Linked DNA regions of Bombyx mori: region 2 is linked to region 1. Evidence: chromatin contacts called from public Hi-C data. All regions are on one chromosome and are shown on one strand. Each heading gives the region's core, a stretch centred on a gene start, on an enhancer-like site or on the middle of the called end of the contact. The rest is flanking DNA. Distances are from core to core; before and after follow the strand shown. Region 1 overlaps LOC101746591 (5'-3' exoribonuclease 1). Region 2 holds the start of LOC101746591 (5'-3' exoribonuclease 1).

What was found. Hi-C and Micro-C count contacts between places; a contact is called where the count stands out from the background.
Region 2: a Hi-C map of whole pupa shows a contact between it and region 1, with 3 times the contacts expected there. The contact joins the promoter of LOC101746591 here to the enhancer-like site in region 1. A contact is called at or near these places in 5 of 7 Hi-C or Micro-C datasets (middle silk gland, midgut, posterior silk gland and 1 more).

What each region holds. Positions count from the first base shown.
Region 1 is chr22:3,899,307-3,904,588 of ASM3026992v2, forward strand. It overlaps LOC101746591 (5'-3' exoribonuclease 1), which reads right to left. Exons shown (of 32, transcript XM_012695337.4): 32 at 1,938-5,282. LOC101736457 (DNA polymerase epsilon subunit 4) reads left to right here and starts at 77. Exons shown (of 2, transcript XM_004931945.5): 1 at 77-679; 2 at 1,172-1,377. The coding sequence starts at 386. The coding sequence ends at 1,315. Within about 2 kb of position 2,910, at least 2 of the 8 cell types and tissues checked have open chromatin away from gene starts, as enhancers often do.
Region 2 is chr22:3,940,083-3,945,364 of ASM3026992v2, forward strand. It overlaps LOC101746591 (5'-3' exoribonuclease 1), which reads right to left and starts at 2,363. Exons shown (of 32, transcript XM_012695337.4): 1 at 2,005-2,363; 2 at 1,110-1,336; 3 at 659-711; 4 at 132-292. The coding sequence starts at 2,079. It overlaps LOC101736158, which reads left to right and starts at 3,931. Exons shown (of 5, transcript XM_004931942.4): 1 at 3,931-4,337; 2 at 4,516-4,637. The coding sequence starts at 4,241.

The DNA of each region.
Region 1 (5,282 bases), core at 1,660-4,159:
TAGACAATCGGGGCAATTTCATTAATTCAGGAGTTTTTTCAATCGTTCACTTTGTCACAACACTATTTTTATTTCATCAAAAACTGACAACACAGTAAACGTCAGTTTACTTCGTCTAATAAAAAATCCGACTATATGTTTGGTTTTTTAATTTTTAAATAAATAAACTTAGATATTTAAATAGAAACTTATTGCAAACATAATTTTCTTTGACTGATACAGTAAATTAAGTTATTAAATAAATTATTTTACTCTGCGATTGCCAAATATTACACTTAGTGCATATTATTCTTTATGTTCTAACTGTAAGATTTTATTAGCACGTAAATTTTGGAATAAAATATTTACTTTTTAAAGTACATATAAACTTTCATCTTTAAAAAATATGTCTGAAGAAGAATGCCACGAAGATGTCGACATTTCAGATATTACAGAGCATTCGGAATCATATCTAGAAAATGAACATCTAAAATTTGCACTGACGGAGGCTACAGAAGCAGATAATAACAAACTAGAATTTGAACTAAACTCTGAGGAACAAGTACATGAGAAGAAACAGAAAACTGAAGTTATAAGATCTACAAAGCTTCCTATAGCGAGAATTAAAAACATTATGAAAATGGACCCAGATGTAAATATTGTATCTAGCGATGCTGTATTTTTGGTTACTAAAGCGACAGTAAGTATCCTAAATAATTATCTTTAATTTCTAAAATTTCAAATGAACGTGACATTTATTTAAAGCTTCCTCCTCCGTGAGTTGGATTCCTCATGTTTGAGGGTTGTGACTATCTCCCATTATCCTTCTCTACATGATGTTTCACCATCTTCCTCTGTTCTCGGCGATGTGTAAAAGGTTTTTTTAAAGCTTAAAGGCTCCTTTATTTAATGCACTTAGTTTTGTATTCATAAAAAAAAAATTATAACAATAACCACTCAGGCATTGTATATATTTCCTTATTCTGGCTTAGTAACCCAAAAATTTTGACCTTCAGAGATTGCCATTAATTTAAATCCTGGATTGTGTTGTGCTAGTTGTTAGTGGAAAAATTACTGGATGAAATAAATTTTTTATGCTTAATTGGGTGTGTGAAAATATTAGCACCCCCTTAAATGTGTTACAAGGTGCTAGAGTAAAACAGTAGTACAATTTATCTAATTTCTGTTCCAGGAAATGTTTCTAGAAACAATAGTGAAAGAAACTTATGCATTTACATCATCAAATAAACGGAAGGTTATATCAAAGAAAGATTTGGAACTTGTAATAGATAAAGTTGATTGTTTGTGCTTTTTAGAAGGTGCTATGGACTTCTAGATTTTATAAGAAATATCTTATAATTCATTAGTTATTAAATAAATTATATAAATATTTTAAAACTTTGTCTATATTGTTGATCTTAACTTGGTTTTATTTAATTCTTCAAATCATCATCAACAATAAACTTAATTGCATAAGCACTCATACTTAACTCAGAGGTAACTGCTCAACAAGAGGAGGGTTTTAGGTACATGTTGCCAGTTATGCTAATAAATAAAATATCACCTAGCTCTTTAAAGATTTCCACAAATTACAATGAGCTAGAAAACAAATTCATTGGATTCATGCCATAGTTCATAAACTTATTACTATGGATTTGAATTTAAAATATGCATAAAAATTAACATTTAGTAGATTTCCTAAGTCTTTCAAATACAACAATTCTGGGGAGATATATGAAAAAGGGAAGATCTTCCACCGAGTGAGGGATATTGCTTGGTAGAACGATTGTCTAAATGTTGTTTGGGACTTGTATATATGCAAGCTATCTTAAAAATGTAAGCGAGATTCAGGCATCAGTCAGATATCTTGTGTTGTATGGCTATCCGTCACTACATTCAGGTGATTAGATGCTACATGACAGATGAGGTAACAATTCTTTAAGTAAAAAAAAACTAAATTATTTCTTGTTTTATTTTTTATTGCCACTAAAATTTGTAAAAATTTTGTAAAAAAAATTAAAATAACATTTCATTTTTATGTTGACAGCAAAATAACATCTATGACATCATTACGTCCATTAGTTAAGTAGCTGTTCAAGTTAATATGTAGTTCCATCTTTATCTAATAATTATAAGATAAATTGACAAAGGGAACTAAATGTTGAAATGCTATGTATTGGATAATTATTCAATTTCAAATGGCTTACATGGCTATCAGATTTTAAAGAGTAACTGTCACAAATAGCTTACTAATCAATTATTACTCATTGTACAAAACAAGGAAATAAATCTTGTACTTCGAGCAGTATATGTAGGACATGTACGAAACTCTTCTATGAGGTCATGTGGACAGTTTAGCAGAAAGGATAAAATTCAAATTCGTTTGGTACAAAAATATGTTTTACAGAAAATATTTGTATTTAAAATTAAGAGGTTTAAATACACAATCTTTTAACTTCTAAGACTGAACTTAAGTTATAGTTCCACATAGTGTGGCGAGTCTCATTCCGTTAAACTGCACTGAGACACTGAGTAAACAAAAATAACTCATGGAATCTAGGTCTACAAAAATGAGTAAACAAAAATAACACATGGAAACTAGGTCTACAAAAATACTTTACCATTATCTGTGTTTTCAATCATATTTATTATGTGGAGAGTACTTTGGGAATTGCTAGAGATGATCCCGTAATAACTGAGATAAGATAAACTCAAAAGGCAATTTAATCAGTTAAAGTTTAAGAGTCAGATGGTATGGCCTAATTATGCACTCTGGAAAACTGCCATGGAGGAACGCAGTGTTTCTAGTCGCCAGGTTTAAGCCCCGTGAGGTCACCTACTAGTTCGGTAGTAGGTGACCTACCTATTCTAGTAACCCCTTGAGGTTACTAGAATAGGTAGGAAAAAAAAGTGTTTCTAGGTATTAGGGATACATGCTGCTCTGATGTCGCGTGGGGCAACGGTATATATGAAATGACGCAAGCAAAACTACACGTCAGTACACTATCAACTTCAGTTACAAGTAAATAAGTGATTGTGCATTATGCAAATTGTTATTATATTGTCTAATAAAATTCAATCTAACAAACAAAAATCATAAAGCACTTAGTCACGAATATTCTGCAGATCACATCACAATATTTACATGAATATAGAATTAATCTAAAAATATGATATGAATCTGTTTTTTAGAATGCAAGAACGTGTTTTAAATAGTTTTCACACGCAAACAATACAGAATCAATAATGTATATTTTATTATTGACTAGCATCACCCGGCCATGATTCTCTCTGTATATCGATAAATTTGTATAATACTCATTAGTTTTAACTACTCGCGCGGCACCTATCTTACGATTATGGAACTACGACACGCTCTCATAAAGCGCTAACTACAACTGTAACAGTTTCAAGGCATTCAGTGAGCTAAGTGCGAGTTTTTTAACGTTCCTAAAAGTTAGCTCATATTTGTATGGAGAGAGATCGTTTGCCTACGTTTGCCGCTAGGGGCGCTGTTCCAACTGCATACAAAATTGGGTTAGCTTTTACGCTATCGAGAACGTTAAAAAGCTCGCAGTAAGGACTCAGATAGGCCTCGCGTAAACGTGTCGATTCAAACAAACAAACATATTTACGGCCATCACTCCGATGGTGGTTCATTATATTATTTAATGTATGCTTCACCTAAAGCACTGACGCCTTTATATCGTATTATATAAAGCATATTATGAGTGGTATTTGTTTGTTTGTTTTTCGTATGGCCATTTTACAATTACAACTGAGGCAGAACAACAGTCACAAGGTGGGTGGCGGCATACGTTCAGTGATGTCTATGGGCCCCAGTAACTACTTAACAACAGACAGGGCGTCGGCTCGTTCACCCGTCTATACAACTATTTTTTAACTGGCTTGATTTGTCACACAATAAATTAGTCATATGTAGACTTCTCGTCGACAATGTTGTAACGATACATAATCTTCGATCAACAATAGTAACTAGATTTCGGGTCGGCGCAAAAATCCGTCTCGTTAAATAACAGCGCACTTGAAATGTGAGCTCTTATTTTGTTTAGTTCACTTCCGACACGGCCAATGTCAACCCGTCTCACAATGCCGCAGTGTGTATTCAAAAGTTGCAAAAAATGCCCGAAAAAGCAATTTAACGGCCGGAGTATCTTACTTTCGGTAAGTACATGAAGTATACGTTATATTTTAAGCTTTAAACTAATAAATAATATTAAATTTTAAACAAAATTACCGATTTTTAACCACCGCTACAAATGTTGGCCAAGGCTCGCCAACACTTGGACAAAATTTTTGTTTAACAGAAAAGTAAATGCATGGAGTAGATTTGTGTTGTAATAATTTTTAAAAATTTGTTAGCAGTACTTCAAAATTGGTTAGTTAAAATTGGTTAAGTCTGCTTTTGTGTCTGTTTGTTGGATTCTCATTGGATACTTAGGTTTCCTTTTTTATTTTAACTTTCCTAAACGTCACGTGTGCAGAATGGATCTCTATTGTCGTCAGAGAAAGAAGCCAGCTAAGAACTCCACTCATTGACACTGGACATCTTTGCCTTCCGTGTTCACGGCTACTGAAACGTGGCCGAAGCATTGTAATAAAAATATCGCGCTTAAAACCGTTTAAACGTTGTTTTATTATATGTACTAGTCGCGAAAATCTGTATGCAGCGTCTCCTCAAGTACTTCGGACACGTGGCCCGACAAAATCCTGAGAACTTGGAAAAATTAATAGTTGTGGGTCACGTGGAAGGAAAGAGAAGTCGAGGAAGATTGCCAACCAGGTGAACGGACATTATCAAGGAGGCCACAAACACCAGCGTCCCGGGCGCCATTAAGCAGGCCGAATGCAGGCAACATTGGAGGAAGCTGGTGCAAAAACTGGACCAAGGTGGTCACGACCCTCAGTAATGAGGAAACGACAAAGAAGAAGAAGTCGCGAAAATATAAAAATATACTATAAAAATATCTATTACACAAAACGTAACGCTTATAAAATAATAAGCAATGTATAAATACCAACAAACATAAATCCTCAAAACATAAAAAGTAAACAACTAAACGTTTACTTTTATTCATATAATAAATTATTTTAGTGTTCAACGCGACTCCGTTACCTCCTGTAGTTAATAGAAATTGAAATTTCAAGAAGCAAAAATAAATAAAACAAAACGATGTTAGTTCTCAAAGGTATAACGGGAAAAATTACTTTATTTGTTGGCTCATAAGGTTCATTTAACATTAAAGGGTGTTTAACATATGCTTTTTCATTTGTAAGTGACA
Region 2 (5,282 bases), core at 1,113-3,612, 40 kb after region 1:
CCGTCTGCCTACAAAGGCAATAAAAAAAAAAAAAAAAAATTAAAATAATAGTTTCGATATTTTGAAATGAAATTTGACCATTGTATTAATAAATTATTATATCTTATTAGTAATGTCGATAATAAAATTACCTCATGTCCCGAGAGTATGACCTTAACTTTGGACCAGAGTGGATCTGTGGACATTTTATGCTTTACGAAATATTTGAGTTGTTCATGTAGGCGTGCCATGAAGACAGTTCCTGGGGTGATGCAATTACTGTCGAATCTCTTCTCTGTAGGCAGAACTTCCCCTGTGTCAACAATTTTTGAGGTTAGTACTCAAGCTCATACATCAAGTGTTTACCAATGTGTGAAGTAGAATTTTTCAGATAGAAGGTTTGCACACATATCAAGGGTATCAATTAATGATTTAAAAATGAAATTAAATAGAGATAATTAAATAAAATTGATGATCAGAGAAACAGGATCACAAGGTTAAAACATATATTTAAGAGTCCTATAGGGGAGTTGACAGTGATACTTCATTGTTCAGAAGATTTAGGTATCTAATCTGTAGTCTATCTCTATCATTCATCTACAATCATAGCAATTTCAAATTATCTTCTTACCTAGCTACTTGCATTGTCTTTAAAAGATTTAATAAAATAAACTCTTACCTTTTGCTTTAGCCTCTGCTTCTAAATTTTCTGCCTCTCTAGCAGACCGGAACCTTAAATTATTGTTTTCTTAATCATAATATTATTTACATTTGTAAAATTTTACTTTTTTCAATTTACATCAATCATAGGCACACAATTATTATGATCTATGGCACAAGTCCACTTGTGTTATTCTCATACTAGGAATTACTTTACAATTTTTAATGAAAGGCAATGTGAAATAAAGAACATTAATGATAAACTTTTCTTTGACCGTTTTCTCGGCAATATATTTTATGTAGAAATTTAAATGTCTAGTAAAAATTAAAGTAAAATATGAATTAATGTTTAAATTGTTGTAATGGGCTTCCAATTATTTATTCTAGATTAATTAATTTCATTGGTGAAGTGAAGCCTTACTTATAACTGTCCCATTTATAATTTTATTATTATTGTCCATTGACTATACCTTCTGCCTCTCTGCTGGTTCATCTTCGCTCTAGGTGCAACTCCATCAATAGCCATGAAAAATAATTTTTTTGGCTTGACAATTTGAAATAAAATACTAATATAATGGAAGACATCAGTGAATATCTTCTCTTCAGTGATACGAAAATGTGGGTTGGAGTCATCAGGATGCGAGCAATTGTGAATGATTCCATTCATGTCTAAATACATGTTATCAAAATCTGGAATCTGTAAAAGATTTAATTTCAAACTTTCACTTGGGATTCAATTAATGCTGCACACAAAAAATGGATTTAAAAAAAAGAAACATTTTAAATGAAGATAACTCAATTCAAACCATAACTTTTTAGCCTATACCGGCCTACATCTTAGTCAGGTTTATTGACATAAACCTACCACTAACATGGATGTGTGATTTTCCTCACTTTGGTCAATTTTACCATGTAGTAGTAACTTAACCCTTCAAGAGACTACAATATATTTTAATGTATCAAATGATTTATGGTACTTGTTTTAATTTAGAATTGTTTGGCTGTTTAGGTTAAGTCTAGACAGGAAGTTGCAAAGTAGATATCCTTAATTTTTACGCTGATTACGTTTTAATATATTGAATGTTTTTTTGAATGTTGACTAAATAACTATATTATGAATTTTCTTGTATATTAATTAACGAAATATTTTAAGGTGCTAGTGTCGTAATATTCAGAACCGGAAGCCATAATCTTTTCACCCTCATATTATCACAAATGATTCAATTCTAGCCAGTTATATTGCACTTATGATAATTTGACAGACAACATTTGAAACAAATTTAGTTACATGTCAAAATAAGAACACAGGTGTAAGCACTAATTTCCGCCATTAATAATAGGTAATTTAGTATCTAAATTAATTACCTGATACTGTTTTACCAGCTCATTGAGACAAGGATACCTTTCACTGGTATAACGGAAAAATTTTGGGACACCCATTTTTGACAATAGTTAACACTGGAACAGTTAACCTTATTTAGAGATAAACGCTTGCACTAAGTTTATTCACTGTTCGTCACCCACAGGACTGGATATTGCAACACTCCAAGATTATATTCTAAAGTTACAACTTTTGTAACTGAGAGTTTAATTTTATAGATTGATTGATCAAATTTTATTTTAATTTTGAGAATCACAGGACGGTACACACACACACCACACGTCACACCATCATAGTTTAACTGGGTAATTTATGGTCTTCTCTTCATAGATCTTTTGACTTATACGTCAAACTATTAGTAGTAGTTTTACTTTTCCAATTGGAAAGGCAAAGATATCATAACATACAGCCTAATCTTTGAAAGAAAGTATGAAATGAAATGAAATCGTATGAAATGAGATGAGATGATATGGGATGAAATATAATTTCAGTAAAGTGGTGGTCATTTACTGAGATTTTTTCAGTGCACTTTTTGGAGGATCCCGAGAAGTTACGTTCAGCGGCTTTGTTTGATTTTCCCACATTTGCACTTTCGCAGATGCTAATTAAGTAATAAGCCACTGTTATTACGCATTTAAACCTGAAGAAACACTAAATAGACAAAATAAAACAAATCACACAACCTCTCTCGTCGCGTTCCCACCAAAAAGTCCGTCAAATTTCAAGTACACGTTATAAACGTGGTAGTCGTAGTGTTTTTAAATTGATTTAGTATCCAGGGTACCTATAGGTACCTAATACCCAGCTTACTGAATTTGGCCCCTTTTTTTTGATTTTCAGATTTTTTTTATTTGTTCATCGTTTGTTTGTTAATGTTCGAATATAAAAATTGTTTGTTCGTCTTTTATTTAGTTATAATTAATTAAACAAAATGATCACCCTTAAGTTGCCTCCCTTTACTAGATATCTTTATTTTTATCGCTCAGAGTAATTAATTTTGATCAATTATCGTTTGTTCGACAACTATTGGTGATTGTTCGATTATATAAACAATTATATTCCCAATTATTAATTATTTTATATCTAACAAGCAAACCATCACCTCACGCCTACATTGCGCATGCGCCGGTTTTGTCAGTCAGCTGGCAATGACCGTATTTACTAGCGTTTTGATAACAAGTGCGTTTATACTGTCTAATTATTTCATAAGTAGATCAAAAAAATATTGAAAGCTTCAACAATACTTCAACAAAAAAATGTCAATATGTGTCAGTCATGTACAACTTTCGTGTTAAAATGATACTATTCATTACCACGCAATAGGAGATAGTTTTTTGTTTCATTGCTTAGTTGGTTGGACGAGCTCACAGCTCACCTGGTGTTAAATGGTTACTGGAGCCCATAGACATCTACAACGTAAATGCGCCACCCGCCTTGAGATATAAGTTGTAAGGTCTCAGTATAGTTACAACGGCTGCTCCACCCTTCAAGCCGAAACGCATTACTGCTTCACGGCAGAAACAGGGGGGGGGAGTACCTACCCGTCTGGACTCACATGAGGTCCTACCACCAGTAATTACGCAAATTGTAATTTTGCGTAATTAACGGTGGTTTATTAACTTTTTAATATCTGTGAAAGTGCATTAATGTGGGAAAATGAAACAAAGCCGCTTTGACGTAGCTTTTCGGAATCCTTAAAAAAGTCCACTGAAGAAATCTCAGTAAATGACCACCATTTTACTAAGATTGTATGTCATCCCATATAATTTTATCTCATTTCATTTAAATTCATCCCAGTTGATTAATGTCTCAAATTAATCATCTTCACTTCATTTCACTCCATAATATCATTTTTCATAAAAATATGAATATAAATTAAAATAAGATATGACTTAAAGGTCTTAGGTACCAGGTTATAAAATCCCTTAAAAAAAATCATACGTCAGTCAGTGGTGATTCCATAGATTTTTTACAAAATAAAATAAATCAAGTTCCATTTACTCAATGTGTGAATAAATATATAAATGTCAATGTAGTTTCAGGCGAACACATCAATTCTTTCTTGATTATTTGAACGAATGATTCAAAGAAGATAGCTACTTCTTTCATCCTTGAATACACAATTTTGTAAACACTACGTTACGCTGAGCTGTAAATCCAGCACGCATTTTTTTAATAAGCGTGAACTACTACTAAAGGTAGATACTAAAATTTCTAATCATGGATAGCGACGAACTTGGAAATGACTTAGTGAGATTGGACAATGGATTTTTGGTAGCGGATGACACATTTGTTGTCAATTCTGATGATGTGTTAGGTAAACAATTTTCTTAATCGTCTAAGAAGTACATAAACAAAATAATACTTACAAGTTTACTACTATATAATAGTCTTCGTTGAATATAAACAAATATTTTAAAATCAGAAATTCGAAGAGTTAATATTGGTGCATTCTTTAAGTTTGTATAGAACACTGACCTTCAGTATTTTTGCAGAAGATGAAAACAACTCGGACTCTGGGAGTAAGAGCAATGCACCGCTAAGAGAACAGGATAGATTTTTACCAATCGCGAATATAGCTAAAATAATGAAACGGGCAATACCAGAGAATGGAAAGGTATAAGAATTGCATTAAAAAATATTTTTATCGAAGTACAGTTAGTGTGTTGTAATTTTAGATCTAAAATAGTTTATGGGCCATATATATAAACTTCAAGTTTAGATATTCTCTTGCATGAATGTGGCATATAGATATATCACATGTTTCTATATTTATTCAATCAATATTAGTAAATATCATTGGTAATCCAGATTAATGTGTTCTGCCTGATGTAGAGTTTTTACTGGAACTCATTGACATTATAATGTGAATGCTTCCACTTATCTTGAGGTTATGATGTCAGTCTCAGTGGTATTATAAAATGGTTGTCCCAGTAATCCATATCAGGCAGGACTTGTGTCCTGCTCCAACTAGTGCGCCAGGGCTCCAGTTACCAGCTACTTCCATTTGACTTCATACAGATGATGTCCGTTTCTGCTGTCGAGAATCCCTCATGGATCATTTGAAACCTCTGGGACCTCTTTCATGAATCGCAAATTTACTTTTTACAACATCCAAGAGATGAGATGAGTTGATAAAACTAGAACAGTACACATTGAATATGTACCCATTCGTTACTAATTTTGCTTCATGTATTCTGCACATCCACTGGTACTGATGCATTTCATTTAAAGTTATTTATGAATATCGGTACTAGTGCAG